Linked DNA regions of Sus scrofa: regions 1, 2 and 3 are each linked to region 4. A link is a contact called in public HiChIP or PLAC-seq data. All regions are on one chromosome and are shown on one strand. The core of a region is the stretch at or near the end of the contact, and the rest is flanking DNA. Distances in the headings are between cores, read along the strand shown.

Evidence for each region. HiChIP or PLAC-seq counts read pairs in DNA pulled down with a chosen protein or histone mark.
Region 1: an H3K27ac HiChIP or PLAC-seq map of alveolar macrophages shows a contact between it and region 4. The contact joins two enhancer-like sites. A contact is called at or near these places in 2 of 47 Hi-C or Micro-C datasets (both in liver) and 1 of 2 datasets of contacts at active chromatin or transcription factors (alveolar macrophages).
Region 2: an H3K27ac HiChIP or PLAC-seq map of alveolar macrophages shows a contact between it and region 4. The contact joins two enhancer-like sites. A contact is called at or near these places in 2 of 47 Hi-C or Micro-C datasets (both in liver) and 1 of 2 datasets of contacts at active chromatin or transcription factors (alveolar macrophages).
Region 3: a contact with region 4 is called in an H3K27ac HiChIP or PLAC-seq map of alveolar macrophages. The contact joins two enhancer-like sites. A contact is called at or near these places in 1 of 47 Hi-C or Micro-C datasets (retroperitoneal adipose tissue) and 1 of 2 datasets of contacts at active chromatin or transcription factors (alveolar macrophages).

What each region holds. Positions count from the first base shown.
Region 1 is chr11:21,021,246-21,028,104 of Sscrofa11.1, forward strand. RUBCNL (protein RUBCNL-like) reads left to right here. Exons shown (of 14, transcript XM_021065589.1): 8 at 1,146-1,291; 9 at 3,599-3,663. Among named protein-coding and RNA genes, the nearest start is that of RUBCNL, 29 kb to the left of the region's middle. Within about 2 kb of position 5,551, at least 14 of the 83 cell types and tissues checked have an H3K27ac peak or open chromatin away from gene starts, as enhancers often do. A contact at or near this core is called in alveolar macrophages, where this site is marked.
Region 2 is chr11:21,003,206-21,010,971 of Sscrofa11.1, forward strand. RUBCNL (protein RUBCNL-like) reads left to right here. Exons shown (of 14, transcript XM_021065589.1): 2 at 7,448-7,766. The coding sequence starts at 7,537. Among named protein-coding and RNA genes, the nearest start is that of RUBCNL, 12 kb to the left of the region's middle. Within about 2 kb of position 5,651, at least 8 of the 83 cell types and tissues checked have an H3K27ac peak or open chromatin away from gene starts, as enhancers often do. A contact at or near this core is called in alveolar macrophages and liver, where this site is marked.
Region 3 is chr11:20,948,809-20,955,529 of Sscrofa11.1, forward strand. No RefSeq gene overlaps it. Among named protein-coding and RNA genes, the nearest start is that of RUBCNL, 43 kb to the right of the region's middle. Within about 2 kb of position 2,428, at least 13 of the 83 cell types and tissues checked have an H3K27ac peak or open chromatin away from gene starts, as enhancers often do. A contact at or near this core is called in alveolar macrophages and retroperitoneal adipose tissue, where this site is marked.
Region 4 is chr11:20,778,902-20,786,132 of Sscrofa11.1, forward strand. It overlaps LRCH1 (leucine-rich repeat and calponin homology domain-containing protein 1), which reads right to left. Exons shown (of 20, transcript XM_013980521.2): 3 at 2,883-3,009. Among named protein-coding and RNA genes, the nearest start is that of LRCH1, 120 kb to the right of the region's middle. Within about 2 kb of position 3,795, at least 17 of the 83 cell types and tissues checked have an H3K27ac peak or open chromatin away from gene starts, as enhancers often do. A contact at or near this core is called in alveolar macrophages, liver and retroperitoneal adipose tissue, where this site is marked.

The DNA of each region.
Region 1 (6,859 bases), core at 4,301-6,800, 240 kb after region 4:
ACCCTAGCCTGGGAACTTCCATATGCGGCAGGTATAGCCCTAAAAAAAAGGAAAAGAAAAGAAAAAGCATGTCCAGGCTGGTTCCCTGGTAGAACGCACTGCCCTGTGCCAGGAGCTAAAATGGAAGTAGGAGAAAAGCACTCTGCAAGTGTGGGGAGGCAGTGTTCCACTTCATCGGGGGAACTTGGAAGGGCTGATTGGAGATCTCGGAACTAAGTCAGGCCAGGCAGGACTGCAGGCAGGGACATGTGAAAGGGCCCTCTTGGCAAATGGCAGCTGGAGAACAGCGGCGGGGAGACGCGTGGTATGTTTCATGAGCAGAGCGATTCGGCGTGGTTGGATAACATGTGTTTGTGTTTAGTTAGCTCTGTGTGTTTTGGGGAGGGTTCATCTTTTTTTTTTTTGTCTTTTTGCCTTTTCTAGGGCTGCTCCCGCAACACATGGAGGTTCCCAGGCTAGGGATCAAATTGGAGCTGTAGCTGCCGGCATACACCACAGCTCACGGCAACGCGGGATCGTTAACCCACTGAGCAAGGGCAGGGATCAAACCCCCAACCTCATGGTTCCTAGTTGGATTCGCTAACCACTGCGCCACAACAGGAACTCCAAGGGGAGGGTTAATCTTAATCTTCCTGGTAAATAAGGCTCAAAAGCGGCCAAACTGGGGCATAGATGCTAATTTGAGAAGTTGGGATGTTAAATGCTAAGGAGGAAGTCGAAGGGTTCAGAGGGGGAGCCTCTGCAGTCTGCGGAGGGTAGTTTCTGGGGAAGTCTGACCACAGGGGATTCTGATCAGCTCCATCTGTCAGCCTCTTGACTAAGCGGGGCAAAGCTTCTGCTGTGCAGGAAAGCATTCCAGGTCATACTGACCTACTTACAGTAATTTGAAGTCTGAAAGCAAAAGAACTCCCTAAAAATACGAAGCAAAGTGATCTCAGCGGGGTGAGGTTTTAAGCACTTCTCCTGCAGACGGGTTTAGATACAGGGGCGGCTCTTGCCAGGTCCTTGAGTCCAGTTGGAAGCTGTTTTCATTTTGCAAGGTGAATTTTAATGTTGGAAACACATTTGAATGTTCTTTTTGTTTCCGTTCCTGAAAGATGCTTGTTTCAGTGGCTCCTGAATCCTCTTCTGCGTTCTTTATGCAGGTTGTAAATGAAGAGCGAGTCCGGGAAGACTTTGAATCCAGTCTGGAGGTGGTGCAGGAAATTAAACTGAAGTCAAGGATCAGAGGGACTGGAGACTGGGCGCCCCCCAGGTTTCAAATCATATTTAATGTTCATCCACCACTCAAGTAAGTCTGAGTTGCTGCCTGGACCCCCAACCCAGTTAAAACAAGTTGTGATGGGAGTTCCTGTTGTGGCTCAGTGGGTTAAGAACCCAACTAGTGGAGTTCCTATAATGGCTCAATGGTTAACGAGCCTGACTAGTAGCCATGAGGACTCGAGGTTGATCCCTGGCCTCGCTCAGTGAGTGGATTAAGGATCTGGCATTGCCACAAGCTTCAGGTGCAGTTCTGCAGATGCATCTGGGATCCCACACTGCTTCCGCACCTGCAGCTCCGATTCACCCCCTAGCTTGGAAGCTTCCATATGCCCAGCCGTGGCCGTAAAAAGCCAAAAAGAAAAAAACAAATCAAGTTGTGATGGCTCCTACCTGACTCTGCGGAAATGGGTGGAGGCAAAAAATAATACACCGAGGGACAAAGGAAAATCTGTTTCAGGAAAAGGAAAGTTGGGCGTATTTTTCCTGAGTTAGCTGTCTTGGCACCACGTTCATCATGGGCTTTTAGGCTCTGTAAGTTTCGTTTTGACAGTCGGAGAATTTAACTCTGTGTCCTGCATTATGAACATTGCATAACAATTGAAAATTAAATTGGCTCCTAATAAGTGACTACCATTGAACCTTAAAAAGTGCATACAATCATTTTAAGACTAGAGCCCTCTATTTTCCAGTGCCATGTGAAGTAAAAAATCAGCGAATAAAATTTCTTTATTTGTACGGCCACACCCACAGCATATGGGAACTCCCAGGCTGGGGACTGAATTCAAGCAGCATCTGCAGCCTACGTGCAGCTGTGGCAGCATGGCTCCTTTAACCCACTGCACCAAGGTGGAAACTCCAGTGAATAAATTTTTTAAAGGAAAATTAAATTCTGAGAACGTCTGTACTTAAGAAATGTAATAGGATGCAAATAAAAATCTTTGTTCTCTAAGAAGTAACAAAATCCTATAAAAAAACCAACTAAGAAAAGGGAACAAATGTTTTATATATTATATATAAGTATACATATAATAATTTAAAGTAGTAAATTAATGTATTTTTTCTGAGAGTCTATGACATCGACAAAGGGACATTTTGACCAAGTTCAGTTTTTCCATTCCTTCTGGTTGGTATTTACTACAGCGTGCACACTGCAGAGTTATGAAGGGACTGGTGAGGGTCATGGCCTGTGCCCGGTGGAGGTGACCTTGCAGACGCTGTATTTTTTTTCTTTGGCGAGACCTGCAGGAAGGTCTCGGGGCTGCGTGGGCCGAAGCGCGCCCTCTACAGGCCTTCTGAGGCATTCCTTTCCTTGGCTGGGAAGTCTTGCCTCGGGGATTTTCCCGGGTCCTAAGGCACACCCAAAGGTTCCGCCTGTGTTTACCTTGGCTCTTTTTGATGATCCTAAACTGTAAAAAGATTTTATAACTTTCTCCATATTTCCAAATCCCATGTGGTATTGTGACACTAACAGTTCAATAGGCAATCTCACCAAAAACGTTCGTGAGCATTGCCTTCTGTTATCTCTTATTCCTCTAAATTTCTGCGGATCCATTTGTAAACTCCCCAAGTATATTAGCTCTTGGTGTCTTGTCCCCCTGAACTTTCTCCCATGTATTATTATGTGCCTATAGTTCTCTCTAGAGAGAGAAGCCTGTGGATGTCGAGTAAGAAGTCTCTGAAGGAGGTCCCGACGTGGTGCAGCAGTAACGAACCCAACTGATATCCATGAGGACTTGGGTTCGATCCCTGGCCTTGCTCAGTGGGTTAAGGATCCGGTGCTGCCGGGATCTGTGGTGTTGGTCACAGATGCAACTTGGATCCTGCGTTGCTGTGGCTGTGGCATAGACCAGCAGCTACAGCTCTGATTTGACCCCTAGCCTGGAAAACTCCATATGCCGCAGGTGTGACCCTAAAAAGCACACACACACACACACACAAAGTCTCTAAAGACCCGTTAGTGGAATAGGTACCTGTGCACCTGACTTCTGCTTTGGTGGTAGCAGGGGCTTTTAAACAGACCCAAAATTTCGGATCTCCTTGGTGGCTCAGTGGGTTAAGAATCCAGCATTGTCACTGCTGTGGCACGAGTTTGATCCCTGGCCCAGGAACTTCCGCATGCTGTGGGTGCAGCCAAAAAAAAAAAAAAAAAAAAAAAGTCCCAGAGATTTCAACTGGAAAACTATTAAATAATTGTATTTCTTTCCCAAATGAAAAATGATAAAACCAAGCCACCCTGGCAAGAAAAGTCTCACGATGTCAGTTTATTTTCCAGTCATTCAAACGTGCTCCATGGCTTTTTCTAAAATGTTAAACTCTTCTCATTTTTTGTTCTCAGGAGGGATCTCGTGGTAGCAGCCCAAAATTTTTTCTGTGCTGGCTGTGGAACTCCCATCGAACCCAGTAAGTATGGATAATGGGGTCTCTGCTTGTTACGCGATGACCGAAAAACAGAGTCGGGCAGGGCAGTACGCTATTTTTGTAAGAGGGGTTTTTGATGAGAAGTTGTTGTTATAGGAGCTTCAGGACACTGGGCTCTCCTTCGTAGAGAGGCCACCGTGACCTCCGAGGCTATGTGCCTGGCCCGTTGCCTCTCAGATGCATCTCCTGGTTCTCTCTCCATCAGGCACGTTGCTACATGGCCTCCCTTGTGGGTCCTTGAAGGTGGCAGGCCCACCCCTGTCTCCGGGATTTGCATTTGTGGTTTTCTGTCCCTCTCATGCCCCCCCCCCCCCCCCCCGCACCCCGGACATCCCCCCTGCTGGTTCCCTTCCTCCCTTTCCATCTTCACTCAAAACCCTGAGGTCTGCCCTGGCCGCGCTGTTGAAACTGTCCGTCTGGCCCCCCTCCTGGCCACAAACACACACGTACACACCTTATATTCCCTCCTTTCTTCATTTTTTTATTCTAGCCTTTATTTTCCTAAAATACCCTTTCCTATTTTACTGATTTTTTTCGTTTTCTTTTCTTTTCTTTTTGGTCTTTTTAGGGCTGCACCTGTGGCATATGGAGGTTCCCAGGCCAGGGGTCAAATTGGAGCTACAGCAGCCAGCCAATGCCACAGCCACAGCAGTGCCAGATCCAAGCTGCATCTTCGACCTACACCACAGCTCACGGCAACGCCGGATCCTTAACCCACTGAGCAAGGCCAGGGATTGAACCTGCAACCTCTTGGTTCCTAGTCAGATTCGTTTCCACTGCGCCACGACGGGAACTCCACTGATTTTCTTTTTTTCTTATTATTGTCTGTCTCCCTCCCTCGATTCTAAGTTCCCTGAGGACAGGTATGTGGTCTCTTTCATCCATTGCTTTATTGCCTGATCTTACAAGTGTGTCTGGTGCACAGTTGGGACTCAAAAGATAGTTGTTAGGAGCTCCCATCATGGCTCAATGTGTTAAGAACCTGATGTTGTCCCTGTGAGGATGCAGGTTCGATCTCTGGCCTTGCTCAGTGGGTTAAGGATCCAGTGTTGCCTCAGGCTGCAGTGAAGCTCCCAGATATGGCTTGGATCCCGAGTTGCTGTAGCTGTGGTGTAGGCGGGCAGCTATAGCTCTGATTCCACCTCTAGCCTGGAAACTTCCATATGCCACAGGTTCTGCCCTAAATAAAAAAAAAAAAAAATTAAAGATCAATAAATAGGAGTTCCCATTGTTGCTCAGGAGAAACGAATCTGACTAGTATCCATGGGGACGCAGGTTCAATCCCTGGCCTTGCCCAGTGGGTGAAGGGTCTGGCGTTGCCGTGAGCTGTGGGGTAGGTTCCAGACAGGGCTCAGATCCAGCATTATTGTGGCTGTGGTGTAGACCGGCAGCTCCAGCTCCAATTTGACTCCTAGCCTGGGGAACCTCCACATGCTGTGGGTGTGGCCCTACAGTTAATTAATTAATGAATTAAAAGTTGTTAAAGGATGAGATGACTTCGCCAGGAGCGAGCCAGGCTCCTCTGAGCGAGTTCCAGGGAGTGGCCCGAGGGCCTAGAAAATCAGGTTTCACCCAGTCAGAAAGGCCATTTGCCACTTGAGCCTGGACTCCCTTATTCTGCTGCGAGGACGTCCGTGGGTCTGACCTGCCGAAGATTAGCCACAAGGGCTCTGCCAGGAAGGGTTCCCTTGGCCTTTGATAGGCAGCCTTGGAAGGAAGAAGGCTTTGAGCAGCTCCACCTCAAGAAATAAAAAGAGAATGCGGAAACCCCTCCGAACATCCCTCTCCCGCACTGCGTGAGGACACCTGCCGTGCATCACAGTTAGAAGGCATTTTCTTGGAGTGACTCATCTTCGCAGCTCGTCTCGGAGGGACCATGCCTCGTGGTTAACCACAGGATCTTGGTACCCCAGTGAACACTGAATGTGTGAGTCAGACACTCTGAGCGCATGACCGGGATTCCAGCAACTCTGCAAGTCCTTCCCGGAGTTTGTTCAGAGGAGGAGGCAGACGTAGGGCCCACTGTGGACAGCAGCACGGGCCTTCCCGCGTGGAGCTGCCGGCAGGAAGTGGTCCTCGAGTGGATGCCCGAAAGGGGAGAGAAAGTCAGAAGCGCAGTGCGATTTCCCACCAGGGAACCTGATGCGGGCTGGGGGCGGGGCGAAAGGCTTCGTAAGTGATTGTCCCCAGAGGCGTGGGGGTGGGGGAGGCCGCCACGTGCAAAGGAACCAAAGGCTATTGCACAAAAGTCCTGTGTGGCTGGAAAGTAAGAGCAAGAGCAGAAAACCTGCTGCAGAGGTAGCGCAGCGCAGAGGGCAGAAGCACCAGCAGCCGTGGAGACATCAATCCGTGTCCTTTGTCCAGTGTCATTGTCTGTTTTAACGAAAGGACTGAGGAAGCCAGAAGAGATGGATATAATTCATTCTGCATTGATAGTATAATGTGTAACATGTATTCAGTGAATTTTTTTTTTTGTCTCTTTAGGGCCGCACCCATGGCTTATGGAGATTCCCAGGCTAGGGGTCGAATTGGAGCTGTAGCCACCGGCCTACACCACAGCCAAAGCCACGCCAGACAGGATCCAAGTCTTCGACCTACACCATAGGTCACAGCAATGCTGGATCCTTAACCCACTGAGCGAGGCCAGGGGTCGAACCTGTGTCTTCACGGATCCTAGTCAGATTCCTTTCCGCTGCGCCACGACGGGAACTCCCTGAGCCTGAGTATTTTTCCTTTCTTTACTGGTTATTTGTGTTTCCTCTTTCCATGCATTTCCATCCTTTGTGCTTTTTGTGGTATTGTTTTCCTCACTCTTTATCCAGGAACTCTTTTGGGCGCTACTTCCTAGCAGCACAGGTAGAGTGCGTTAGCACGTACAAAACGCATTTCGTATGTATGATATCACGGAATCCAGTTCTGAGTTGGTTCTTGTGGCATCAGGACCGAAAACCTGAAGCTAGTCAGGCTTGTAGGAGTTCCGGCCACTAGGAGGCCAAGTCTGGATGCTCACAATCTCCAGACCTTGAATCTCATGTTCTTTTGGCCACACGTCAGTTCACGATGCCCATCTTCCAAATCCAGGAGCATTTGGGGAAGGGTCTCTCTTCCACCACCTGCTCCACAAAAGCTAAGCTCGAGAAAAGCCACGACCTCAGGCCCCCAGGGTCTGCCAGAGCGT
Region 2 (7,766 bases), core at 4,401-6,900, 230 kb after region 4:
GATGGAGATAACCCAATTATATTCATGTAGAGATCTCTTTGAAGCTATTGATTTATGTGTATAAGATTTTGAGTCAAACACTACTTGGGCAGTGGTCCCCAAAGTGGTCCCTCTATCTACCTTTAAGATACAAAACGATTCACTGGAAAGCAAGTACAAAATGCTATTTTTTTTTTTTTTATATGACCGCACCTGTGGCACATGGGAGTTCCTGGGTTAGAGCTCGAATCGGAGCCACATCTGCAGTCTATGCCACAGCCAAAGCCATGCCAGATTGCTCACTCGCTGAGCTAGGCCAGGGATCAAAGCTGCATCCTCACTCGTGGAGACTATGTCGGATTCTTTTTCACGGCATATGGAGGTTCCCAGGCTAGGGGTGGAATCAGAGCTGTAACTGCTGGCCTGCAACAACACCGGATCCTTAACCCACTGAGTGAGGCCAGGGATCAAACCTGCATCCTCATGGATACGAGTCAGATTCATTTCTGTTGAGCCACGATGGGAACTCCTATATCAGGCTCTTAACCAGCTAAGCCACAAGGGGAATTCCCACAGAATTCTGTTTTCAATGATGTTTTATGATTATACAATGTATTAGAATATCTGTACACATGTAAAGCTTATAAGTAAATAGTCCTGTGTTGGAGATGTAAATGCAGAGGTGTTTTTTTGTTTTTGTTTTTGTTTTTTACAACTAGTAAGTCATAATCATAAAATTCTGGGGACAGTTGTTCTAAAGGCCTGTATGATTCTCAATCCCATGCTTTGTGCCAAATCTGATAGGAAATTCTTAAAATGACCTTGCTAATGAAATTGAAAATATCCTGCTCAATTCAGCCCAAGGGGAACATATAAATACTAGTGGAAAGAGCTTTGGATCAGGTGCTGGACTTTTTATTCTGCTTCTGCTGATTACTCATGGTGAGACTTTGGGCAAGTCCCTTAACGGCCCCCTCATTTCAGTTCCCAAACTGGCCTCATGACCCTTGAAATATATGTTATCATTGTGCAGAATGAGAGTGGTAAGTGTGACATAATTGGTGCCCACAGGAAGTTGGTCATTTATGCATCTTGGGCAACCCTGCTGTTCTCTTAGGCAATTTCTGGGGTTCCTTGATCTTAGCTCTGCTTGGGTCTTCCCCTTCCCACCCCACCCTGCTTTATGTCCTTTCTCTGGGTTCTTCTGACAGCTGACCTTCAAAAGATAGGTTCATGGCCAAACGTGTGGCTGGCTGGAGAGGATTCGTGTGATGTCACCAGCCACCATCCCAATATGGAACCGTTCCCTTTCTGGTGCTGTAGCGTGAGAACACGGCATTCAGCCTGTGCTGTAGTGAAGTGCAGCTGTCTCCTCTGATCTGGTCACTGTCATGGAAGCCGTGGAGCCACATCATTGGATATCTTAATGGTTTCTGTGTGATCCGTGAGAGCGCGAGTTCGTAGACATATTTGGGAAGTGTGAGCCTTTGTTTAAAGTCAAAGCACGAACGGAAGTAGATACAGAAAAATGGGAACAGGGCCTGGGTAGCTGTATATATATATATTTTTTTTTCTTTTTTTTTTTTAGGGCCGCACCTACGGCATATGAATGTTCCCAGGTTGGGGGTCGAATTGGAGCTGTAGCTGCCCGCCTACACCGCAGCCACAGCAACACAGGATCCGAGCCATGTCTGCGACCTACACCACAGTTCACGGCAATGCCAGATCCTTAACCCACTGAGTGAGGCCAGGGATTGAACCTGCAACCTCGTGGTTACTAGTCAGATCTGTTTCCACCGCACCACCATGGGAACCCCTGGGAAGGTGTATTAATCAAAGAGCTGGAATGTTCTGGTAAAGATCGTTTTGCCTTCTGCATGCTTTGGTCTCATACTGAGCATGCTCAGTAAGATACCATAAAATTGAAAGAAATGAATTTGACCTTCCTTCCTCCCTCAACTCTTGTTGGTAACTTCTCTTCTCTAATATCCTTTATTCTGGGGAAATGGTTGGCAGGCGTTTTAGGTCGTGATCTCCAGATTGTTCTACAGCGTGATATCTGTTCTTGGCTTCCCTCGGGCAACAGAAATAACCAGCCTAAGCCTGCGTAGGTACTGTTGGTGAATTTGTTCCTTCTTTCATTCATAAGCTCAAAGAATATATTTATTGAGCACCTATTCTGTGCCTCTGTTCTAGGTTCTGGAGATAGAGCCGTGATGAAAATACAATTTTTGAAAAATGGCCCAGGAGTTCCCACGGTGGCACGGTGGGTTAAGAATCCAAACGCGGTGGCTCTGGTCACTGCAGAAGCCCAGGTTCGATCCTCTGCCAGGTGTAGTGGGTTAAAGGATCTGGCTTTGCCACAGCTGCAGCGTAGGTCGCAGCTCTAGCTCACCCTGACCCGGGAGCTTACTTATGCCACAGGTTCAGCCATTCAAAAATAATAATAAATAAATAAGAAAAATTTCCCTCAAAGATTTTATATTCTAGTGGGTGTTAGTCCCTGAGGTTAAATAAAATGAGGATGAGCGCTGAGGAGTTGGGAGAAAAAATGGAACAGCTGCAAAGGAGGAAAAGGACCCCTGGGGAGGGGCAGTTGCTATTACTTATTGGGTGACCGGGGAGACCTCACTGAGAAGGTAACATTTAGGATGAGTCTTTGATGCTCCCAGTTCTATATTGAAGTACTAGTTAGTGCCGAGGCAGAAAAAAATCTGAAATCCTAACATGCTGTGCCCATTCATAGAGCATCTCTAAGGTTGCCAGCGGGATGAGCAGCTAAAGCTGTTTATCAGCCATCAAAGTGCTGCTGGCATCCGGTCCGCAAGGCTTTTTCGCAAGGTCACTACAGAGGTCCTGGTGGCTCATGCCCAGCCGAGTCGCCCACCCCTCTTGCAAAGGTTGCAGTGGCCCTAGTGCTGCAGTCATTCTCAGCAGGTCCCCGGAGAACGAGAGCGGGGACCTTCCAGAGTGACTTGGCGGGGGAGTCCTGGAGGCTGTCCTTTGTCTCGGGCCTTTGCTGCTGCCCATGTGTTAACTCGTAATTTGGCCTCTGCTCACCCTCCCTAGGAAAATCTCAATGGAAAATGCCAGTACGCTCTGCAGCTGGGTTTCTCTTCCTTTAAAATGGGTTTGGAAATTGATGTTTGTCTTTGCACCGAAGCATCTCTGATTCCAAGGAGCTCATTTATGACAGTGGCAGGGACTTTGAGAAGATGCCAGGCTTTGCTTAGATTCCTGTTCCCAACGGCCCTTCCGTGCCTGAATGCATGTGTTCAGTCACTGTCTCGTCTCCACCAGAATGTGAGCTGCTGGAGGGCAGGAAGCTTCTTTTAGTCACCGCTGTTGCCCCAGGGCTGTCAAAACAAAAACAATGCCAGTTATGTTAGTAGACACTCAGTAAATACGGGTTTAGTTGAATAACTAGCAGCGACAAGCAATGTGGCAACAAGCAACACCAACCAGCACCTGTACCTTGGTGTCTCATGAATTATGTGTTGTCCCAAAGATCAAGAAACAGAGATGGTTTCCCATCGCGAGGGTCTGGCCTTTCTTTCCAAGCATTGCTTTCTCCTTTGGGTCCCTCTGCCTCTCAGAGAAACTCATGCTCCTTAATGAGCATCCACCCTGGCTTATTGTCCTTTCTGCCACCACCCTGCTATGACCTTAGATACGGCTTTGAATTTCTGTGGGCCTGTTCCAGCTCGAAAATGTTCTCATTTTGATATCCTGGCAAAGCCAGCACCTCCTGGCTGTTTGCGTGAAGCTACTTTCTAGAAGGAAGTGAAACAAGCATCCGCCTCTTTTTATAAAGGAAGTCTGTTTTTGCTCAGTGCAAATAAGTCAGTTCCGTGTCTGTGAGGCTCATAAACAGTGCCATTCTCTTTGCATTGTTATTATTATCTTTTTTATTTTATGTTTGCATTTTAAGGCCGCTCCCACGGCATATGGAGGTCCCTAGGTTAGGGGTCGAATCAGAGCTACAGCTGCTGGCCTACACCACAGCCACAACACAAGATCCAAGCTGTGTCTGCAGCCTACACCACAGCTCACAGCAACACCAGATCCTTAACCCCCTGAGCGAGTCCAAGGATCGAACCCACAACCTCATGGTTCCTAGTCAGATTCGTTTCCCCTGCACCACAACAGGAACGCCTCTCTTTGCATTATTAACTTGAATCTGTTTAAGAAAAAACAGGAATCACTGTCGCTTACCATTTGTTTGAGGTTGTGTATTTTTCATGTGATTTCACATCTGTAATCATTTCCCCCTCACAAATACAGATATGATGTGTAGAAAATTGAGAGTAATATGCATATCTTCCTTCTTTTGGAAATAGTGAGGTTTTCATGGGCAGTGGACTCAGACCTAAACTTGGAACTATTAAAAGAAAAAATCTGATAAAAGATCAACCCAAAGTAATAAGAACGAAGATGTTCCCTGCAGTATGTCTTATACTGGTGAAAAAACTGAAAATAAATTTTCATCCATAAGAGTCTGGCTGAGAAATTATGGTATATTTATACCATAGAAAGTGGTAAGAGATTTAAGAAAAAGGACATACACCCTCAAGACATATTGTAGGGAGAAAAAGCAGGTACTTTAGAATATGTCCAGTATAATCTTGTTTGTGTATAAAAAAGAAAACAAGACACACCTCCTGAACTGACATATGTCTGTTCATTCATTGAAAAAGGTCTGTTCATTGATTGAAAAGCTTCTGTGCCTGCCCGCTGTACCTCTCACAAGCGTCCTATCTTAATAAATCTACTTCTTGCCAAAAAAGAAAAGTCTGGAAGGAGTAAAATGGTTGACAGTGTTATTTCTGGGAAAGAAGGATTGCTGGGACTTGGTGCAATGAGAGTGCTTTGCTTTTTACTCTAGGCTTCTGTGTTTGGGGAATTTTATAAAAGCATAGTCATCATGGAATGGGTTTTTTGGTAATTATAACACTAAAATTACTGGGCAGGGAAAGATGTGTGACAAAGAGAAATTGGGGCACAAGGTCAGGAGAAGGAGTAGTGAGTGCCGGCAGTGGTCACCAAATCCTGTGATAGTTTGTGACTGGTGACTTGGAGCTTGTGCTGTGTTTTCAGGAAGGTATACATACTGAGGAAAATAAAATTAAAAATATATATATACACACACATGCATATACACATCTGCATCACTCCAGAAGCTATGACCTAGAATGCAAGATTCTCAAATCAAGAAAACCCAAGGATTTTTAGTTCAATAATCACATTACCTTAGGGCTATCTTTAAACACTGGGTGAAAAAAAAGTCTCATGTCTTGACTTCCAGCCCTGGATGAACCTGTCGCTGGTACTAGATGCAACTGCGGTTCTGTCTAGCACAGCAGTCTCTCCCTTGGCCCGGAACTTTGTCTCCACTTTGTCTGCTTTGTTCTTTCGGTCCGTAATGTTTATTGAGCCGCCACCTGCCACTCTGAGATGAGGCTCCTGCACTCCTGGAGTTTCTAGTTGTAAGGGTAGGGGGAGAGAGTGGACGGGGCTGACAGTTAAGGAGCTAAAAAAAAAAAAAAAAAGAAACACATCAGGAAGTGAGAATGACGGTGATGAAAATTAAGCAAGGCGATGTGATGAGGACTAAGGGAACTGGTTTGTGAGAGGCTGTTAGGAAAGACATCTTAGAGGAAGTCATTCATAACCCATTCATTCATAAGACGGGAAGGAGCCAGATGTGTGATCATTTGGGAGAAGAACGTTCCAGGCAGACGGACTAGAACGGGGCCAAGAGCTTGTGGGACTGACTCCAGGGCCTGCTGGAGGGTGAACAGGTGAGAAGGGCCTGCAGGACAGGATCCCGCCTGAAGGACCAGATAAGGACTTTGGATAGACCAGGAAAGGATTTTGGATTTGGTTCCAGATTTGATGAGATGCTTTCAAGAGGGGCGGTCTTTGATTAGGGGAGTAGCATCTGATTGAGGTTTATAAAAGATGTCTCTGGGGAGTTCCCATTGTAGCTCAGCAAGTTAAGAACCCAGCTAGTATCCATGAGGACACAGGTTCCATCCTGGCCTCGCTCAGTGGGTTAAGGATCTGGCATTGCCGTGAGCTGTGGTGTAGGTCACAGCCAAGGCTCGGATCCTGAGTTGCTGTGGCTGTGGTGCAGGCTGGCAGCTGCAGCTCTAATTTGACCTCTAGCCTGGGAACTTTCAAATGCTGCAAGTGCAGCCCTAAAAAGCAATAAAATAAAATAAAATGACTAGAGATGCACATGGGAGCCACCTACATACGTGATGGTATTTAAAGCCCTGGTACTTTCGGGAGCCCACAGTCTCCGGCTGACGGCAGGGTTGCTGTGGGCTCCACCCTCCCTCCAGGCTCAGCACCGAAGCCGATGCCTTCACCCCCAGGCCTTCCCCTTGCTGACCTTGCTTCTGCTGTTGAAGGTGGCTTTGAACTTCACAATGTGAAGGATGGTGGGAGAAAGACGCATGTGCTGGCCTGGGATTGCAGGGGCGAGAGTGCGTCTCATTTGTGCTGCTCTCAACATGTTAATCATTACCTAATTGATTAAAGCGAAAAGCGGAGCCGAAACGAGCGAGGGCTATTTTACAGAGTCTAGGTCCGCAGGGTGTTCCTGAGCCGTCACAAGCTATTCAATATGTGATTAGCCATTACAAGCTAATCATAAATGGAAATTGCTATTCTAAGGATTAGAAGCTCCGCTAAAGTTCTACCAAGACAAAGGTTTTCCAGCTATTCGTTGTTCTCAGTTTCACACGCCACTTCTCTACTTTGTTGAAATACAAACACAAACTAAATAAAAATAAGAAGCTATGGAAATGTGTCTCTGCTTCCAGATGGTATTCCCATTTGGGGTTTGATACTTGATTTTACTGAAATACTGCACGGATGTTTTACATTTTTACCTGTTTTATCAGCAATGTCCTTATACGACTTTATCCTTATATAAAAATAATTATTTTTATGCTTTGAAACCTGTTTCTTATCCCAGTGTCATATCCCTTGTGTTTGCTGATAGGTTTTTTTTTTTTCCTTTTCTTTCTTTCGCTTTTTTTTTTTTTTTTTTTTCTTAAGGGCCGCATCCCAGGCATATGGAGGTTCCCAGGCTAGGGGTGTAATTGGAGCTACAGCCGCCAGCCTACACCACAGTCACAGCAATGCCAGATCCAAGCCGCGTCTGCGACCTACACCACACCTCATGGCAATGCCAGATCCTTAACCCACTGAGGAGGCCAGGGATCGAACCCTCAACCTCATGGATGTTGGTCAGATTCGTTAACCGCTGCGCCATGACAGGAACTCCTGTTTGCTGCTAGTTTTCTGACCAATTTATTTCTTCATTTTTTTATATTTAAATACAAGTGGAAGCTGCTGTGTTGGGTAGGGTGAAGTCCAAACTTTATTTCTTGGTTCTTTGCTTCCTCAAAAGAATTTGTAGTTCAAAATATGATGAGTCCTTTTTCTCCAATGACAGGCTCCGCAGCCCTCCAGCTGGCCACGTGGGGAGTTCAAGGTCCTAACCCAACCGTACAAAGGAATTTACACCAGGCCGGAGCCTGGGAGATGGTGTCACAGTCTGCAGCCCGGCAGGACTCTCCCGTGGATCTCTGGGAAGCGGTCAACGATGACCCTGCTGACATCGATGGTTCGCCCAGCCTCCTGGACACTGACCGTCCCCCTTGCCAATTAGATGTCAGGTTCACAAGGCACAGAGCTGCCTGGATTAACCCCCAGTGTGTGCAGCAAGAGCTGCAGGACTTGACCCCCCAGGTGCCAGCAGAGGGGGACAGTGA
Region 3 (6,721 bases), core at 1,178-3,677, 170 kb after region 4:
GCCTGTATGGCTGGGTTGAAGTGGTGCCTTCACACTAAGTGAGACAGAGGAGATAGAGGAAGTGCTGATTTAGGGAAGAAGAGGATGCGTTTCAGCACTGCTGAGGCTGAGCTAGACACTGTGTGGGCATTTAGATATATGAGTCTGAAGTTTAGGAAATGAATAATAATAAAAAAGAACCAACCAGGAAACATATGATTGATCTGGAACTGCAGTGGGGGAGTACGTGGCTTGTTCCTCTACATTTGGGGATAAAATAAAGGTCACTGCCCTCCTGACAACGTGTAAGCTTGAGTGGCATCAGGTCCGCTCTGCACTGGTTGTCCTCCTGGGAACGGGGCTGGGTCCTCACCTTTCTTCTCCTTTTGCTAGAGTGTGTCCTGCCTCCACACCCCCGCTGGAGGCTCCTCGGCCCTGGCCAGGATGAGTAGGCTGTGGCTGGCCCACTTCCCATCGGTCGCCGTTCCTGGATGTCACAGGTAAGCCTTTGGTTTTTGGATTTTCACGTCAGTCCCTATAGGAAATAAGAGGAGGATAAACATCAGAGCAAGAAGAGAAGTGGTCTCCCGTGTTTCTTTGGGGAGTAAATAGATTTTTCTGAACCATCCTGGTTGGCATTTTTCCTAGACACCAGAAGGGCCCCTTGGGAATTAAATGGGAACCCTATTGGCTGACTCGAGTGAGGGTAAAAACCAAGAGAATCCTAATAATGAAAACGATGTTATGTACTTTTCTCCTGGATTAACGGGTTGCTCTCCGTTGTTGTTGTCATTAATTCCCCTCTTTCTTTTAGCTTTGTTTTGTTGTCCTGTTTTATTTTGTTCTTTATTCTTATTTGTCCCCTCGGAACCAAATCTTGACTCTTGCACAAAATCTGATGCATGTGATCTGCATACCATCTGAGAGGTCTCCTTGTTGCTCTGGAGGGTGAAACCAGAGCCTCCCACCGTAGGTATTATGAGCACGGGGCTACGGGACTCAGATAAATGAATTCCAAATGCTGCCCTGTGCGGGATGAATAACAGTTCCTTGCGCTAAACAGGATATAGGATCCATGTGACATTTCGTGCTGAGAAATAAAGTGTCACAAGCCAGGCAAATGGCTTGTGGTTTTGCCACTTTCCTCTCAAATGATAGCAATATTCATTTTCCTCTTCTTCTTGACAAAGAAAAGAAAAAAAAAACAACTTGATCATCAGCCTTTTTGCTTTCCTTCAAAGATTTCGTGCAGCATGAAGTAAGGCTGACATTTTATAAGTGAACTTCAGGAATAAAAAGGCTAACCTGAACAGTTTTACATATATATATATATATATATATATATTTTTTTTTTGTCTTTGCCTTTTCTAGGGCTGCTCGCATGGCATATGGGGGTTCCCAGGCTAGGGGTCTAATCGAAGCTGTACTTGCTGGCCTACGTCACAGCCACGCGGGATCCGAGCCACGTCTGTGACCTACATCACAGCTCACAGCAACACCAGATCCTTAACCCACTGAGCGAGGCCGGGGATGGAACCTGCAACCTCATGGTTCCTAGTTGGATTTGTTAACCACTGCGCCACTATGGGAACTCCAGTGAACAGTTCTTCTCAATTGGTCAACTTTCACCCTAAGTTACTCTAGTAGCTCAGGTGGAAGTCATTTCTTCTGATTTATTGGAATAGTTGAAATGTGGTGATAGTTTCTTGGGAAGACTTTCAGGGAAATCCTTTGGATTTTTCAAATTAGGCATAAACATTACCCTTTATATTTGATTGCTGGGAGTTCCCATCGTGGCACAGCAGAAACGAATCTGACTAGGAACTGTGAGGTTGTGGGTTCGACCCCTGGCCTCACTCAGTGGGTTAGGGATCTGGCGTTGCCGTGAGCTGTGGTGTAGCTCACAGATGAGGCTTGGATCCTGCGTGGCTGTGGCTATGGCCGGCAGCTGTAGTTCCGATCCGACTCCTAGCCTGGGAACCTCCATATGCCCTACAAAACAAAACAAAACAAAACAAATATATATGTATTTGATTGCTACAGATAACTGGTTGGCCTCTGTCTCACAGCAGACATCAGTGGGATTTCTTTACACACGTTCACTCAATAACATTCCCTGACATCTGTGATGAGCAGGATGATGCAGGGTGTGGGAAGGTTCTTGCCCTTGGGACATACATGTTCTTAGCAGGAGACAGATAGATAGATGGTGAGGAAGACAACGTGGGAGTGAGGTAGCAGAATGAGGTAAGAGGGGCCGAGGAGGCGTGGAATAGAGAGGTTCCAATTTCACGGGAAGGAGAAGGGATGCATGGGGAAGCTTCATGGTAGGGTGACGTTAAAGCAGAGTCTTGAGGAATGAGGAGGAGAAGGGCAGGCAGCACGGACAGAGGGGGAAGAGTGAGATGGGCGTGGGTTTGAGGTGACGTGTCTGTAGGATAGGGAGCGTACGAGAGGGGAGGAGAGGGAGGGCTGGGGCCAGATTGTGACTCCAGTGGGCCGGGTCAGGAAGTTCAGATGTTATCCTGCTGGTGCTGATGAGCTGCTGGGGGAAGGGTTTACTCAGGGAAATATGCCTTTCTTTTATTTTCAGGAAAAGCTCCAGATCCTCTATTATTGTATCCTGTATTATTGTCCTACAGAAACAATCACCAGAGTCGGATTATAAAACTGATAAAATGTTGCTTGCTCTCAGGATGGGAAGGCCTGGTCCTGGCTAGTTCCAGGTCTCCCTTGTTGCTTGTGTATGTGAGGCAAGCCCACAGGCTCACATGGGGCTGTACCCGTGCGAGTCGGGGTGGGGATGTGGGTGGAAGGTGAGCGCCCTGAACACCCACCAGCCGAGAGCACGTGCTCAGACGGCTCACTTCCTGGAAGGCTGCCAGCCCTTCTCAGCTGGGATTCCTGTATAATGTTAATCCTTAATGCTTTAAGGCAGCTAATGGATTTTTATTTTCTCATTTTTTGGTCTCTTTTTAGGGCCGCACCCGTGGCATATGGAGGTTCCCAGGCTAGGGGTGGAATTGGAGCTGTAGCCACTGGCCTACGCCACAGCCACAGCAGCTTGGGATCTGAGCTGCATCTGCGACCTACACCACACTCTTGGCAGCGCCAGATCCTTAAGCCACAGAGCGAGGCCAGGGATCAAACCTGCGTCCTCATGGTTACTAGTCAGATTCATTTACACTGAACACACGACAGGAACTCCATCTGATGTATTTTTAGTAGATCAACTTCTCTCTTATGCGTCTAGAATGGAACTAGCTTTAAACTTGAGAGAACTGAGAAAACAGTTGTTCCAATCACTTTCTGTAGGGCTCAGGTTTTTGTACCTTTCCAGTTAAGAAAGACTGGAAACAGAGAGAAGAGTTAAGACATACTGCAATGCCAGGAGTTGGGTGTCTTGTCTTAGTATAGTTCCCAGCAGAAAGAGGGGTCCTGGTAAAGTGTCTGTGCACCTGTGTTCCCAGCCGTCAGGGGCCGCTTTAAGGGAAGACTCAGGAACCCCAGTCACATTCTCCCACCCGAGGGTTTGAAACTTGGACAAGAGACACGAAGAGTGGGGATCCTTTGGCTGATTCCGTGTGGCAGAACTTGAGAGAGATGCCGTTGGGCTTCATGGTGCTGTTTTGCTTTCCTGCCCTCTGGAGGCGAGACTGGCAATTGCTTTTTTAACTTTAATTTTCATATATTTATTTCATCACGGACATTAAAATGATAAAGGTAAATTACAGAGTAAATCCTCCCCCCGTACATACACCCTGCCCATTCATAAAATTCATAAAAGCATATGGAAGAATATCCATAGAGGGAGGCCACATGTGGTTTTATAATCTGGGTCAGGATTTTGTGGTTTTATTTTGATTTTACTCAGAAAGTATATTGTTGTCTTTCCATGTCAGTTGGTACAAAAATTTCTTTTTAATTTTTATTTAAAAAAATTTTTTTAGTTACTCAATGAATTTTATTACATTTATAGTGATACAAAAATACCTAATGCTTTTTAATGGTTTCATAAAATTCCATCACATAGGTAGAGCATAATTTATTGATTGTTAATTTCTGAAATAAACTCAAATTTATGTCAGTTGATCTTCAACAGTGGTGCCAAGACATTTCAGTGGGGGAAAGAATAGTCTTTTCAACACGTGGTTCTGTGATAACTGATTATCTACAAACAAAAGAGAGAAATCGCACGCCTTCCTCCCACCATGTAGAAAAAGTAACTCGTATTGATCAGAGACTTCTATGTAAGCATTAAAATTATAAAACTCTTAGAAGAAAACTTGAATGTAAGTATTCATGGTCTTGAATTAGGCAGTAGTTTCTTAAACATGACACCAAAAGCACAAGCAAGAAAAGAAAAAATAGATAAGGTGGACATCATCAAAATTTGGAGTTCCCACCGTGGCTCAGCTATAGCATGGGTGCCCTTTGAAAGCGTTACGCTCAGGAAATGAAGCCAGTCACAGAAGATCTCACATTATATGGTTCCACTTATAGAAAATGTAAAATAGGCAAATCTTCAGAGACAGGAAGTGGACTCGTGGTTGCCCCCGGCTGGAGGGAAGGGGGGAGGGTTTGTTGGAGAAAACTGGGGAGTGATTGCCAATCAGTTTCTTCTTTCTTTTTTCTTTTTTGTCTTTTTAGGGCTGCACCCGTGGCATATGGAGGTTCCCAGGCTAGGGGTCTAGTCAGAGCTGTAGCCGTCGGTCTATGCCAGAGCCACAGCACCTCGGGATCCGAGCCTCGTCTGCAACCCACACCACAGCTCACGGCAATGCCGGATCCTTGACCCACTGAGCGAGGCCAGGGATCAGACCCACATCCTCATGGATACCAGTTGGAACTGTTAACTTCTGAGCCATGATGGGAGCTCCCCAATTAGTTTATTTTTGGAACAATGAAAATGTACTAAAATTGACTGTGGTGATGGTTGCAGATATCTCTGAATGTATCAAAAGCTATTTAATTGGTTTACATGAATGAATTTTATGGAATGTGAATTATAGTTCAATAAAGCTGTTATTTTTTATTTACTTTATTTTATTTTATTTTATTTTTTGTCTTTTTGCCTTTTCTTGAGCCGTTCACATGGCATATGGAGGTTCCCAGGTTAGGGGTCTAATCAGAGCTGTAGCCACCGGCCTACACCAGAGCCACAGCAACGCAGGATCTGAGTCGCGTCTGCGACCTACGCCACAGCTCATGGCAACGCCGGATCCTTAACCCACTGAGCAAGGCCAGGGATCGAACCGGCAACCTCATGGTTCCTAGTCGGATTTGTTAACCACTGCACCACGACAGGATCTCCAAGCTGTTATTTAAAAAAAAAAAAAAAATCTATGGAGGAATGGCTCAGCAGTTAATGAACCTGACTAGTATCCGTGAGGACTCAGGTTCAATCCCTGGCCTCTATTAGTAGGTTAAGGATCTGGTGTTGCCATGAGCTGTGGTGTAGGCTGCAGACGCAGCTCGGATCCCGAGTTGCTGTGGCTGTGGTGTAGGCCAGAAGCTGCAGCTGCAGATTTGACCCCTAGCCTGAGAACCTCCATATGCCACAGGTGCAGCCCTAAAAAGCAAAAAAACCAAAAAAAACAAAAAAGAAACCCCAAAAAACCTATGGAGAAATGGGTAACAAAATGATTTTGTGACCTCCTCAGTAAGTTTTGGGGTTCAGTATGGACCCTGTTGGGGTTCAAGGCTCAGGCTCACAAGTTTAAGGAGCTGGGTTGTGGTAATAGTCATGATACCGCAGTCCCGGGAGCGGCTCTAGGTTGCTTTAGCAGCATATTTGTGTCTAACTGTGCTTGTCCTCTGATCCCAGAGGCCCAGATCTCCAGGAAATAGATAGATTCTGGCTCTGAACTTGAGCCCCAGGTGCCAGGAGATTTCCTGGATTTGGCATCTGGTGACGTTTCCTTCGGCCTTTGACCTCAGCAGCTGGAGCCTAATATTCTGCATGCAGAAAATGAATCAATGCACGCTTGCTTTGCTCTGATGATCAGGTCAGAACAGCACTGCCGTCTGAGGCCGGCGCTGTCTGCCATTAATCAGAAGGCTTCAGAATACCAAGGCAGAGCTCTGTAAGGCCCTCACTGTCAGCTTAACGAATGGGAGGAAGAAGCAGCACGGTTCCGGGCCTGGCATGGGTCATTTGAAAGCTCAGTCACGCCATGCATCCATGCATCTCACCATTAATATTCTGAGGGTGAGATCTCTGAAATGGAAGGTGCCCACCCAAAAGGGGCCCCAAGATAATCTACTGGGGTGCGACAGCAGCATGTTAGAATTTCCATGTATTCATGTCATCTTAAGTTTCTATTTTGCCTTTGTTTTTGTTTTTTAACATACATAATATTTTAGGTACACTGTACATACATTATTTATGCATGTGAAATTCATGGACATGAAGGTGCTCAAAGGCTTTTTGTTGAAGGTTGTAAGCAATTTTTTAAAGTTTGGGGACTGCTGCTCTGAAGGACGTTTTGGCTTTCTGCTCGTTGGAGGAATTAAGACTGACTTCAATGACACATTGATTCACTTTTGAGACCTGTCCCCCAAAGAAAGACTAGTTCAGCATATGTTTGCAAAGATTTATTTTTTAGTATCAATTCATCCTAACAGAACTCAGATCCTAGAGCTCAAATTATCTCCCCACAATGGATGAGAGCAGACCCCATGTGGAGGCCTGCTTGAGCGCCTAAGCTCGTGATCCCTCTTTGCTAATCGAGCAGTTAGG
Region 4 (7,231 bases), core at 2,545-5,044:
GCTGGGCTTGGAAATCTGGGAAGGCGTTTTTGCAGGAAGGGAGATCTAACTCGGCTAAGAACAGACCAAGAGAAGAGGAAAAGGAAGAAAGAGTCCATGTAGAAAGACTGATGTGCTCAATAGTCCAGACACGAAAGTGAACAAGGTTGGAATCCAGCGTGTGAAGGGGCCGGGACAAGAGATGAAGCTGGACGGGTGAGCAGGGCCGGCTCAGGAGGCTCTGGATGCTCTGCGCAAGGAGGTGTCGGGCACCCAGCCTCAGTGGGGTCACCCTGCTTCCCCCTCCTAGCCGTGCACTCCCTGGCTGTGTGGCCTTTGCATAAGCTGTCCCTTCTCTCTTGGGTGCCTCCTGGGTCCCTTACATGGACTTATGTGAGGAGGGGCCTCCCAAAGGCGTCTTCCCCTTCCAAACCCTTCCTAAGCCCAGGACTGATTCACCCATCCCCCTACCCCAGGCACTTCTTGTAACAGAGTTCCCATCATGCCAAGGAGTTCCCATCACGGCACAGCGGAAAAAAACCCGACTAGGAACCATGAGGTTTCGGGTTCAATCCCTGGCCTGGCTCAGTGGGTTAAGGATCTGGCGTTGTTGTGAACAGTGGTGAAAGTCGCAGATGCAGCTCAGATCCTGGGTTGCTGTGGCTGTGGCTGGCAGCTGCAGCTCCAATTTGACCCCTAGTCTGGGAACCTCCATATGCCATGGGTGTGGCCCTAAAAAATCAAAAAGACCCCCCCCCCAAAAAAAAAAAATAGGTCGTGCCAACTGCTTTAGCTGGAGGACATTTAAACTTGGGATCTGTGGGCGTGGCAACCTCTCTGTCGTAGAGAGAAAAACAGAAAGCCAAGCAAGAAAACCAGTGGCTGCCAGGATTTGTGAAACTTTCAGTGTCTTATTCTAGTCCCTTGTGATGTGTCCAGATGTCATGATGCTAGTGACACCAAGACCCCTGCATGGTTAGACCCCACCCGCAACGCTCGATGGGTGGAGATACTACTGTCATAGGCATTCTGAAAAAGGCCCTCTTTGTAAAGCTCCATGGCCTTTAAACAGCAATTACTCACTTCCATCCTAAAATTGAAGTGGATACAAATGTGGAGTTCCCACTGAGGCTCGGTGGGTTAAGGACCCAATGTTGTCTCTGGGAGGATGTAGGTTCCATCCCCGGCCTCGGTGGGTTAAAGGATCCGGTGTTGCTGCAGGCTGCACTGTAGGTCTCAGATGCTGCTTGGATCCAGTGCTGCCATGGCTCCGATTCGACCCCTAACCCTGAAACTTCCATATGCCTCAACTACGGCCGTAAAAAGGAAAAAGAAAAAAGAAAAATAAAAATAAAACAATTAAGTGGTGGGAGTTCTTACTATGGCTCAATGGGTTAAAAATCCAAGACTAGTATCCATGAGGATGTGGGTTCCATCCCTGGTCTCACTCGGAGGGTCAAGGATCCAGCACTGCTGCAAGCTGCAGTGTAGGTTGCAGATGCAGCTCAATCTGGCGTTGCTATGGCTGTGGTGGAGGCTGGCAGCTACAGCTCTGATTCGACCCCTAGCCTGGGAACTTCCATATGCCGCGGTGCGGCCCTAAAAAGAAAAAAAAGGGAGAAAAAAAAGAGATACAAATAGAACATGGGTGGTGTCACTTTCCAAGCCAATTCCAGGTGCAGACATGACTAAAGGGTCCCAGCATTCTCTGTCTGGGCCTCACAAGCCATCACCCTCATGCCCCAGGTGGCCTCAAAGAAATTAACTGGAACCGGCTCACAAGAGAAAAGTCATTGACCCTCAGTGCTCTAGACTGGAGGCTACGCAAAGGAAGGTAATGTGTCCTTTTCATGGTTGTAATTGTGACATTCAGCTTTGTGCTGGACACAAGGGCAGGGCAGAAGGATGGGTGCTGGACAATAAATTATGACTACCGTGGTGTCACCCAGTTGCTCATTCGTACCTCTGCATGCACCCAAAATATCTGAGCTCAGTGGAAGTCTACAAAAACTCAGTCTTGCCCATTTGAAAAAGCGAGGTCAGTAATTCAATCAGAGAGCTGACATCTCGGCCTCAGGGACGCACTCAGACGCCATCCCTGCCTACCTATAACTTGTTCTTCTTTCTTATCCCCAGGGACATGGCCACGTTTTAAAGTTTCAATTTGGAACAATAGTTACTAATGTCCTTACAGAATCAGAGGCTCTGTTCTTTCCAATGTAATTATACACATTCAGAAACTGTGGAGTTCCCGGCGTGGCTCAGTGGTTAAAGAATCCGACTAGGAACCACGAGGTTTCGGGTTCAATCCCTGGCCTCGCTCAGTGGGTTAAGGATCCGGCGTTGCCGTGAGCTGTGGTGTAGGTTGCAGACACGGCTCAGATCCCGAGTTGCTGTGGCTCTGGTGTAGGCCGGCAGCTACAGCTCCGAGGAGACCCCTAGCCTGGGAACCTCCGTATGCCGAGGGAGCAGCCCTAGAAAAGGCAAAAAGACACACACACACACAAAAAGAAAAGAAACGAAACTGTGGCCTTCTAACTTATTTGCAGATTTTTTTTTTTTTGGCCAGTGTATTTTTTTTTTTATCATGTATTACCAGCTCACTTATGCAATCTGGAAAAAGGGGATCTAACTATGATAGGATAATCTGTAAGCTCCAGGAACTGTAAATCCTGCACATTTCAGGAAGTGTAAACTACAGGAAACCTGTAAATTTCAGGAACTCTGTCACAGCAAAGCCATGATTATTCCTTTTCCCACTGAACGTCTTTATCATACACAAACCGCCACCAGCGCCACCACCTCCTCCTCGTCCCACCGGAGCAAAAAGTCCTTCTGACTCCCTCGATAAGCTGCGATCAGTAAACACACAGAAAAGGGCATCTTAAAAATCGGTAACATACCAACTCCATTAACTGTTTGAGCTGACCTATCTCTTCGGGCAGCGATCCAAGTTTGTTGTTACTTGCGATTAAGACTTTGAGAGGCAGACCACACAGGCAGGCCGGCAGGGCGGACAGCTGATTCCGACTGCAAAGAAATACAACAAGAACTCTGGTAAACAGGCAGGCCACTTCATCCTGTTTGTGAGAACATGCTGTTTACCAAGCAGGGAGAAAGGAGTGATGGAGGAAAAGGTTTTGCAAATATACCAAGTCCAAGGAACTTCCTAGATGTGTAAGAACTCAAAGCCCAAAAAAACAAACTTTTTTTTTTTTTTTTAAAAAAAGGAGAGGCATAGACAGCTCTGAGGGAAACCACTTTCCCCAGCACAAGGGACCCCCTCTGCAGAAGCTGAGTCCTTGGGCAGCCTCCAAGCAGATGGGCAACATAGGCTGCACCACCAGCAGTGATGGGCAGCTGGTGCCAACCGCTCCCTGCCTGATGGTATAAGCAGGAGATGCGGCGAGGACCAGAGCGGAAAGCATCACCGCATCCATCTTTGGAGTGATGGGGAGATGGTTTGGCCACAACTCACAAAACCACTGGGCCCACTTCCAACGTTTTGATTCAGCTTCCTTTTGTTAAAGCAAGAGCTCTGTGGTTAAACGCTGCTTGGGTATCTGCGAGAGGGCTAATTAAAAAAGAAAAAGGGAGAGTTGGCCTTATGGTAAAAGTGGAGCTGGAGCCAAGAGGGGTTCAGTTTCACAGAGAAGCTGAAAAGCGTGCGCCCACAGCTCACCTGTTCTGCATTAAGAGGTCTCTGCTCGGAGGTTTTTAAACCTTCTACCGTCAATCCCAGTTGTCTAAGGGACGAGGAAAATACTGGAGAAGTGAAATCTATGAATCACCCCTAAGGGTATGTCAGCCACTTATTTCCCCTCCTCCTTCACAAGGAGCCCTTTTCCTGCGATCAAGTAAGGAGACAGATGGTCTTCAGCTTCCCTTTCCTTCTCGGCCATTCTGCTGAGGAAGTTAACAACCAGGCAGTGAAATATCTACAAATCTGTGCCATGTTATTGCAATTCTTTGGAACTTCCTCTGTGTGCATTTGCACACTGCGGGGCTATGTGTGTACTGATGAGCATGCATTATTTTTGTGCGTGAAGGGACAGACAGATAGGCTGGAAACACACCCAAACGTTATCGCTGGTCATTTTGGGGGGAGGGGGGAGTGGGTACAAAGAGTGGATTTTATTTTCATGACACTTTGCTCTGTTTTCCAAAATTCCTACAAAGTGCTTTTATACTTAGGGAAGACATATCATTATAAAAAGATAAACCAGATTTGGATACCAGGTACATGAATGCTTCTATTTGTGAAAATTCATTGAGATGTATGTACACTTATGATCTGTGCACTTTTCTGTATGTACGTCATATTTCAATTAAATGTTTTACTCCCCATGCTACCATAAGAGGGAATGGCTGTGTGGTTAGCCAAAGGGTGTGTCTGACTGATGGGTTCAGAAAAAGCAGGTGTTGGGAGTTCCCACTGTGGCTCAGCGAGTAAGGAACCTGACTAGTACTTTCGAGGATGCAGGTTTGATCCCTGGTCTCACTCAGTGGGTTAAGGATCTGGTGTTGCCGTGAGCTGTGGTGGAAGTTGCAGATGTGGCTTGGACCTGGCATTACTGTGGCTGTGGCGTAGGCTGGCATCTGCAGCTCCGATTCCACGCCTAGCCTGGGAACTTCCATATGCTGTGGGCGTGGCCCTAAAAAGAAAAAAAGAAAAAGAATAAGCAGGTGTTGTGCTGTCAAAATAACCTTTCCAATTTGGATTCCCTCACTGTGACCACCTGACCAGGTGTCTGACACCCGATGCCCAGGTAGCCAGGTTTTAGCAAGAAAATGGATAGCTGTATCTTCTCTCAACTGCCCAAATCTGCAAAGCAAGCTGTTTTCAGAAAGGGACAAAGGCAAAGAGCTTTCTCTAAGGGGGTCCAGCAGAAGGGGAAAGAGGTTGTGAGCCCAGGGGTGGGGGATGTGTCCTGGCCCTGGAAAGACCAGCTGGCTCTTAGCTTCCCCCTGGTGAGGCTGGCAGGTTAATAAGGGCGGCAGGGTCACCCCTGGTGCTGTCTCCTGATCTCTGGGGGCAGCAGAAGGGAGAGCCAGGGCTATCAGCCTGTCCTTCTGTGCCTTCACACCCCTCCTGCTGCCCTCTGTCACCTGCAGGGGCTCCTCTGGCTGGGTGAGGGGGCCTTCCTGGTGCCTGGATGGGAGAGCTTTCTTCAAGCTCCAAAAAAGGCTCCTGAGATGCTCCCTCCAGACAGGAGAACTTGGTTTATTACAAAGTGGCAAGTAAATAACTCAGAATGTAATTTGTGGTTTAAAATATTTATTAACATGCAATTTCATAAAGTGAGGATTGATAAATTAAAATACTAAAAATAAGCCATATTTAATATATATATATATATATTTTTTTGGTTGCACTGTGGCATGTGCAAGTTTCCAGGTCAGGGATTGAACCCAAGCCACAGCAGCCACCCAAGCCACTGCAGTGACAACAGTGGATCCTTAACCTGCTTAACAGGAGAGCTCGTAAACTTCTATTTTGAAGAGAGAATAACGGGAACAAAGATAAGTATTTTTAGAAATTCCTACACTCCTATTTTCCACAGAATCAACGATTACAGTTGGAGATCTTTCCTGTGTTTCTCTGCTTAGGAACTCGGATTTAAAGGCCTCCCCGTCTCAGAGTTCCTGTCGTGGCTCAGTGGTAATGAACCCGACTAGCAACCATGAGGACCTGGGTTCAATCCCTGACCTCACTCAGCGGCTTAAGGATCCAGCATTGCCGTGACCTGTGGTATAGGTTGCAGATGTGGCTCGGATCCTTCGTTGGCTGTGGCCGTGGTGTAGGCTGGCAGCTGCAACTCCGATTCAACCCCTAGCCTGGGACCATGTGCCACAGGTGTGGCCCTAATAAATACCAATAAAATATTGCCAGTCTCCCTGCCTGCATGCAGGCATCTAGTCCGAGGAGCTCTGCACTCATCTGACTGGGATGCGCTGCCCTGGGAGAGCATCTGCATAACCACCTAAGCAATGCAGTGGAGGCTCTGCTCCTTTAGACACATGAGCATTTGAAATTACATGGGATTCTTCCCCCTGGAATTCTTCCTGGGTGGGTAACTAATTTAAAATATAACAAGGGCGGTCCCGTTGTGGCACAGTGGAAACAATCCGACTAGGAACCATGAGGTGGCAGGTTCGATCCCTGGCCTCGCTCAGTGGGTTAAGGATCCAGCATTGCCATGGGCTGCGGTGTAGGTCACAGACATGGCTCAGATCTGGCATTGCTGTGGCTGTGGTGTAGGCTGGTAGCTGCAGCTCTGATTAGACCCCTAGCCTGGGAACCTCTATATGCCCCAGGTATGGCCCTAAAAAGATTAAAATAAAATAAAATAAAATAAATAAAATAAAAAAGAGGCTTGTGAAAGCATCTGTGGTTTCCTTGAAGGGGTTGAATGCTTTTGACGCTAAAAGCAGCAGACGGAAGAGCCCACTTATTTAGGCCGTGTACATTCCTCTATTCAGACTGTAGTTTATCGCCTGTAGGCAAATCAAGATGCCAGGACGGGTTGTGATGGGCACACCACAGCCCTGGGGCACACTTCTTCGATCTCATCCATCTCGTCCCTCAGCCTGCACTTCGCCTATTTTACGGCAGGATGTTCCTGTATTACTGGTAATTTCCCCAATAGAAAAAGGAAATACACATGCACACAGAAACCCATTAGCTCTCCAGAAAATATTTATCAAGAAGAGGAGAAACTGCACGTCCTTTAATCCGCTCCCCGCTCCAGACCACATCAGCTGCCTGAGCCTTTTGAAACCACTCATCTGGCAGCAATTTCTCTCCAGCAAATAAGTGCCTCAGGCCACACTCCACCAGCCCCTGGCCCGCACTTGTCTCCTCAGCCCTCTGTGTTATGAACAGAGGAGGAAAGGATGTTTAAAAATACCACCACGGAGAATCTGATAAGGTAATGGGCAGCATTTATTTTCAAATCCAGCCCGGGAGTCACATCTGAAAGCAATATTTAAAAAAAAAAAAAAAAAAAAAAAGACTTTTTTAAACTCACTCATTACAAAAGAGTAAATTAGTGAGGGAAAGGGAGCACTTATTCAGAAGTAGAAATTACAGATTCGGTCATGGTGGCCTGAGCCTTCCTGCCATCACAGGGCAGAGTCCCCTGTCACCCTCCCTGCCCAGTCTGGGTGGAGGATGGTGCGGGCAGGAACGAGGAGGGGCAGGAAGGCAGCGGGTTTAATTGCTCACGATCTGCCTTCCTCCTTTCTCAGC